2 separate regions of the Mus musculus genome follow, and region 2 is linked to region 1. Evidence: chromatin contacts called from public HiChIP or PLAC-seq data. All regions are on one chromosome and are shown on one strand. The core of a region is the stretch at or near the end of the contact, and the rest is flanking DNA. Distances in the headings are between cores, read along the strand shown. Region 1 overlaps Zfp202 (zinc finger protein 202). Region 2 overlaps Clmp (CXADR-like membrane protein).

Evidence for each region. HiChIP or PLAC-seq counts read pairs in DNA pulled down with a chosen protein or histone mark.
Region 2: a contact with region 1 is called in an H3K27ac HiChIP or PLAC-seq map of embryonic stem cells, with 4 times the contacts expected there. The contact joins two enhancer-like sites. A contact is called at or near these places in 4 of 39 promoter capture datasets (the 3T3-L1 cell line, the HPC-7 cell line, HPC-7-derived erythroid cells and 1 more), 1 of 115 datasets of contacts at active chromatin or transcription factors (embryonic stem cells) and 1 of 9 other capture datasets (embryonic stem cells).

Annotation. Positions count from the first base shown.
Region 1 is chr9:40,205,736-40,208,677 of GRCm38.p6, reverse strand. Zfp202 (zinc finger protein 202) reads right to left here. Exons shown (of 7, transcript NM_030713.2): 2 at 984-1,479; 3 at 163-373. The coding sequence starts at 1,385. Among named protein-coding and RNA genes, the nearest start is that of Zfp202, 15 kb to the right of the region's middle. Within about 2 kb of position 1,682, at least 18 of the 459 cell types and tissues checked have an H3K27ac peak or open chromatin away from gene starts, as enhancers often do. A contact at or near this core is called in the HPC-7 cell line and embryonic stem cells, where this site is marked.
Region 2 is chr9:40,756,160-40,758,946 of GRCm38.p6, reverse strand. The region is part of intron 1 of Clmp (CXADR-like membrane protein); the gene reads right to left. Among named protein-coding and RNA genes, the nearest start is that of Hspa8, 44 kb to the left of the region's middle. Within about 2 kb of position 1,431, at least 182 of the 459 cell types and tissues checked have an H3K27ac peak or open chromatin away from gene starts, as enhancers often do. A contact at or near this core is called in the HPC-7 cell line and embryonic stem cells, where this site is marked.

The sequences.
Region 1 (2,942 bases), core at 433-2,932:
GGCCCCATTTGTAGGCAGGTTCTAGCTGGTCGTGTTCTCAGCATCAATATTCTGTGCTTTCTATTAGAATTTGTTCAGCCTTTGTGGTACAAGAGAACCCCGCCTCCCAATTTCTTCTTCACTTTGCCAAAATTTCTCCTTTCTGCTGAGGCTTCTTCCTACCACATTCCGGCAGGGGCAGGTGCTCCTCGTCATGCTGCAAGGTCTCCTGTTCCTGTGTCCCCAGATCTGGGCTTCGGAGGGCTTCCTCATGGGGCTGCTCAGTGGTCAAGGTCTGTGTTGGATCTTGTTGCTCACTGGAGGACTCCGGCTCCAGCCCTAGGTGTAGGGTCTCCTCTGACAGGACTTCCTGGCCCTGAACATGGACGGTTACCTGGGAACAATTTTAACTTCCAGTCATGATGGAGTCAGGAGAAAATTCCTGCTTGTCATCAGGGGTACTTTGGGAGGAACACTCACAAAGGGAACGAGATGAGGAGGGGAAACTCAAGCTGCAAAGGCACACGAAGAACCAGTTATCTTTACAAAGACAAGGCAGGGGACACCCTAGGACTCTTCTAATTTCCCCCTTCTTTCAACCTTTAATCTCATCACCTGGGGCCCTGAGGTTTCCATCTATCCTTCAGGGCTGCTTACTGTTTGTTTTCTCAGATTACCATCCTAGGAAAGGGGTCTTGGGATTAAGGGTCTAGGTGAAACTAGAGGAAGTCAGAATAGTTGCTTTCTAAGGACCCCAAGGTTCAACATCCAAAGAAATTTAAAACCCAATCTTTAGGTGGCACAGGCAGGTGATTCAAAGCCTAGAAAGTCACACTCGCACACATCCATCCCGGCCCCACCGGGCTCATGGTTCTAGATGAAACCCAAAAGCAGAACCAGTAAAATTTAAAGGATAATTTATGGGACCCTCATACTCTCCCCAGATCCAGCCTTGAGGAACAGTCCCCCTCCACATCACACAGATCAGGACTCCCCCTCCTCACCCACCGCCTTGGTCTCCTGGGTTGTTTCTGCAAACCCTCCACCAGCGTCACTGCCTCCTCGCCACTCTCGGGCCGCTGGCCTCGCACCCAGCTCTGCAGTTCTCCAGGCAGGACAGTGAGGAACTGCTCCAACACGAGCAGCTCAAGAATCTGCTCCTTAGTTCTCCTCTCTGGCCTCAGCCACTGATGACAAAGCTCTCGAAGTCTGATGAGAGCTTCTCGAGGGCTTGATGCTTCCTGGTATCGAAAGCGTCGGAAGTTCTGGTGAGAGGTCTCCAGTACAGGATCATCGCCCTCCAAGGCGGATTCTGGCCCGCACGTGAAATCATCCTCCAGTTTCACCATCAGAACTCCTTCTTCTTCCCAAAGATCTTGGTCCTCTGGCTCCAAGGCTGTTGCCATTTCCTGGCTCTTGGGTGTTATCACACCATTTAGCCCTCACACTGGCGATAACGTGTTTTAGACCGGGTAGCTCAAGGGGTTCCTCCTAAGGGACCTAGGGTAGAGTAGTAAAGATGAAAGAGAATAGAAGCCTGCAGTTATGCAGAGACAACAGTTCTGACTTTGTGATCCTTTGTATACTTCTGAAATAATTAACTCCCCCCTTCCCCAGTCTCCATAACTGCATGTTGCAATAAAATCAAGTTGGGATAGGCCTGGCAAGGTCCTCTTCCCTCACTTCCTAGGGAAGGTTCCTAGCCCATAAAAAAACAGTACACCGCTCTACTCACAATAGTGTGGCTTTACCTCCTAATGCCTTTCTTCTACTTCCTTCCTGCTCAGTTCTTTAGTTTGGCTCCTTCAATTCCTGTCTGTACTACAGCCAGCACATTGTGAGTTCCCCACAGTCCTTACATGGTTGGGAGAAACGATGCTCAGAATGCCTACAAACAATGCCCCAGTGGCCATGATTTGTTTCACAGGCGTATAGTATTTATATCTTGAGCCATCAGCAGGGTGGACATATGTTACGCAAGGCTGCACGAAACTAATATTAACCTTGGTCAAATGGAAACTCTTGGAGATTTTCAGCACTCTAGAGGAAAGACACTAACAGCACCACCCCCAGAGCCTGCCTTTATCTTGCTAAGACATCTTTACCGGGATGACTCACTGACCCCTAACTGTTCAAAGGACACTCATTTATTCTAGCCTTGTTTGCAAACTTACCTTCTTTCTGCCTTGGCAGGGACCAATTGTAAAGAAAATACTTAGTTTAGTAATTTGTGGATTCAACTTTATGATTTTTTTCTCACTGTTTAAAATTAAACCAATGCTACCTCTTAAACTTCTCAACCTTTACTCTTCTTTCTGCCTGCTACTTCAGGGTGGTCCTCACCACCTTGCCTGAACTACAGTCATGACTTCCTACGTGTGCTCCCTCAGTACTCAACAAGGAGTAAGAGATAATACATTAGTTGTGAAGCTTTTTCTCACAATCTGATTCAGTATGTCTATGTAGTTATAGCTTTCCAAGGACTGCTTATCATTCTAATGAGATCCCGATTGGGTAATATAAAGAGAAGGGGGACGAAAAGGACTTATATTTGCCTGCTATCACTGAAAAGGTGTGGGATAGAAGTATAGCCTCATGGGAAGTTTTTTTTTTCTGTAAATTATTTGCTCATCAACAGTATGGAGCTGAAAATATTTCTGTTAGAGTAAATTTGAGATCAAATGTCTTACTGTTTTCTGTGTTCAGAAGGGAGATGGAATTTCAATGTTAACTATTAACTTTCTAAAGTATTTTCTTAATGCTATTACTTGGTATTATAAAAATGTGTTTTAAATGAAAAAACTGTGCAGAGGATGCAAAGCTTTTTATAGTCTATCTTACCCATCCCCCGTACCACTGAGGGCCAACCTGGCTTTTCAGGCCTTGCTGTCTTTTGAAGAATATACCCGTGGCACACTCTTTACTGGGTGGCTGTTACCTTGTGTCACTCCCTTGCTCTGATG
Region 2 (2,787 bases), core at 182-2,681, 550 kb before region 1:
GTCCTGAGTTCAAATCCCAGCAACCACATGGTGGCTCACAACCACCCATAATGAGACCTGATGCCCTCTTCTGGTGCATCTGAAGACAGCTACAGTGTACTTATATATAATAATAAATAAATCTTAAAAAAAAAAAAAAAAGATGGGGTCAGAGAGTTGGTTCAGCAGTTAAGAGCACTGGCTGTTCTTCCAAACCAGGATTCTTGCCTCTCTTATCACGTGTACCCCAGATGTCAAGTTCTTTTAGAACAAATGTGGTGCAAAGTGCAAGGCTGTGAAATGCAACACACGTGTTACACTTATATTTGAACAAATGTGTATGTGCCGAGCTTATGTGGTGCAACCAATATAGAAATAACTTTTAAAAAAAGATTTATTATATCTAAGTACACTGTAGCTGTCTTCAGACACACCAGAAGAAGGCATCCAATCCCATTACAGATGGTTGTGAGTCACCATGTGGTTGCTGGGAATTGAACTCAGGACCTCCAGAAGAGCAGTCAGTGCTCTTAACTGCTGAGTCATCTCTCCAGCCCAAAATCATACTTTCAAAATCATACTTTTACTGCCTATGTGAGAAGATTTCCTGTAAACTAACATAGTTTTGCTTTTGGTTTTTGCTTTTGTGAGTCTGAATACATAGCAGATAGCCAGTCAGCATTTAGACCTATTTTACTGTTGAGTGAACCTTGGCACAGGGGAGGAACATCGTGAGATGAGGTCCGGTTAAATCATTTAGAGTGGAAATGCTCTATAACATTGCCGGTTCTCCTTCAGCCCACATGGCAGCCCTCAGGAAAGCGGAGAAACTGACTGCACTGTACTGTGTTGGGCTTGGCCGAGGATGCGCTAGCTTTCATTCGCCGCTGAAACCCGCAGAGTTGTCTTAGCTTCGTGCAAAGCTCAAGAACTGTACACCACCCTCGTGCATCCAGGAGGCCCTTGCTATATGCAGAATAAACAAATGCAAAGGCTCTGCTGTGAGACTTGCTGAGGGAGGCCACTAGAGGGAAACAAAGGCCCAGATTTGGACGATGTCCCCAGAGGGCCGGAACAAGGTGGTGGGCGGTGTACACTGCGCTCTCTAGCTTCTATTTATAACACATCCAGAATTAAATACAGCAGCGCCAGGAGGGTGCCTTCGTGAATACAAACGACTTCAGCGAGGCAGGGAGTGTCAACCAGAGCCTACGGATCTGCCTATTTTCTTGAACCTTAAGTCCCCGTCCTCCCTCCTCCCGACCCCCCCCCACCTCCTCCCCACCATCCTCCCCCCTCCCCCCAACTCCAAGATGCTACCAGATTTCTGGGATTTTTTTTTTTTTTGGTCATCTTAAGAAATAATTTTTACCATATGTTGAATCTACAGTTTGAGCTGGCAGGGCCCTCGGTAGTGTTTGTGGGAACTGCTTAGCATGTGCCTGCCATCTGGTGGGTGAGAGGGAATGGGCAGGTCCAGCCACCCTCTGGCTGCTAGCATAGGATTTCCTGGGCAACAGGGATCAACCTTAGGGCGAAGAAACCCTTACAGTCGGTATAACTTAGGAGGAGATCACAGCCTGGCCAAGCTAGTGAGTCGCAGGGGTTCAGGGAAGGGAAGAATTTTTGAAATTTTTGCTGCAGTATTTATCGATAGGAAGCGGGGTTTGGAAAGAGGCTTCTTGTGTATATGCAAAACGCCTTCCTGGAAGCCTTGGGCTTTCCCTAGTGGGGATTTCACGGGCAACTCAGACACTTAACAAGGTGCTAGTGGGAACCTCTCAGCCTTAGCGTTATCAACAGCCACTCCCCCACCCCCATCCCCCGGCCTGGGGTCAGCTGCCCTGGAAACCGCTCCCTCCGTGCTCCTCCATGGTAAGGTGGGACTAATTCTTCGTGTACTTGCTGCTTAAGATTAGCTTAAGATTTTGCGCTCTAAAACCTTGGGTCTCATTGGACTCCTTTGATCATTCCAGACTTTTTTTCAAAAAGACCAGGCAAGAAGGAGTTTTAACAAAAAACATATTCATATCCCCCGCCCCTCTCATAAGGGATAGTGGGCTGGGCCGTGACCAAAGAACAACCTCTAACCTCTCTTCTTCCTAAATAAGACTTTACTACTTTCCCAAAGCTCATTGAATGCCCAAGGCGGACAACTTGTCCCTAGTCACCCATGTTTGCTCTTCCTGAAAGGTTACCCCATGAGTACAGGCTCCCTACATGTTCCCAAGCTCCGAGTAATGAACTAAGGAAATGACCCCTGAATGTATAGTCAAAGCAGGCTCTAGGCAAGGCCGCAGCTCTTGGTGTAGGAGTTATCATCCAAGTAATTTACCAGCCTGTGTAGATCAGAGTTTACAAAGTTAGAGCATCCCATGGCAGGGATCGAAAGTCTGGTCTTTCACATTGTGCAGTATACAGTACAGTGCCCTCTAGTGGGCGACACAGATGTAGCCTCCCTTTCTTCCATTGAGTGAGAACATTTTTCAATGGTTAGGGGACATTTAGTATTCACTAACCTTGAGTGGGAGGAGTTTCCCCATATTTTGCTTTACCCAGAATGCTCCAGTAAGCCTCAGGAGAATGGATGCATCGGATATACGTAAGAAAGTAAGGTATTAGAAAGTAAAGTCATTCGGATATTTGCAAGCCTGAAGCAGGGAAAAAGCTGTGAATACTGTGACTTCAAAGTTAGCCTGGGCTACACTGACTTATCCTGTCTAAAAGCAAAACACAGAGAATGAACAAAAACAAAGGGAAAAGCCGTATTTCATTGTATAGATCAAGAATTAAGACACGGGCTGGTGA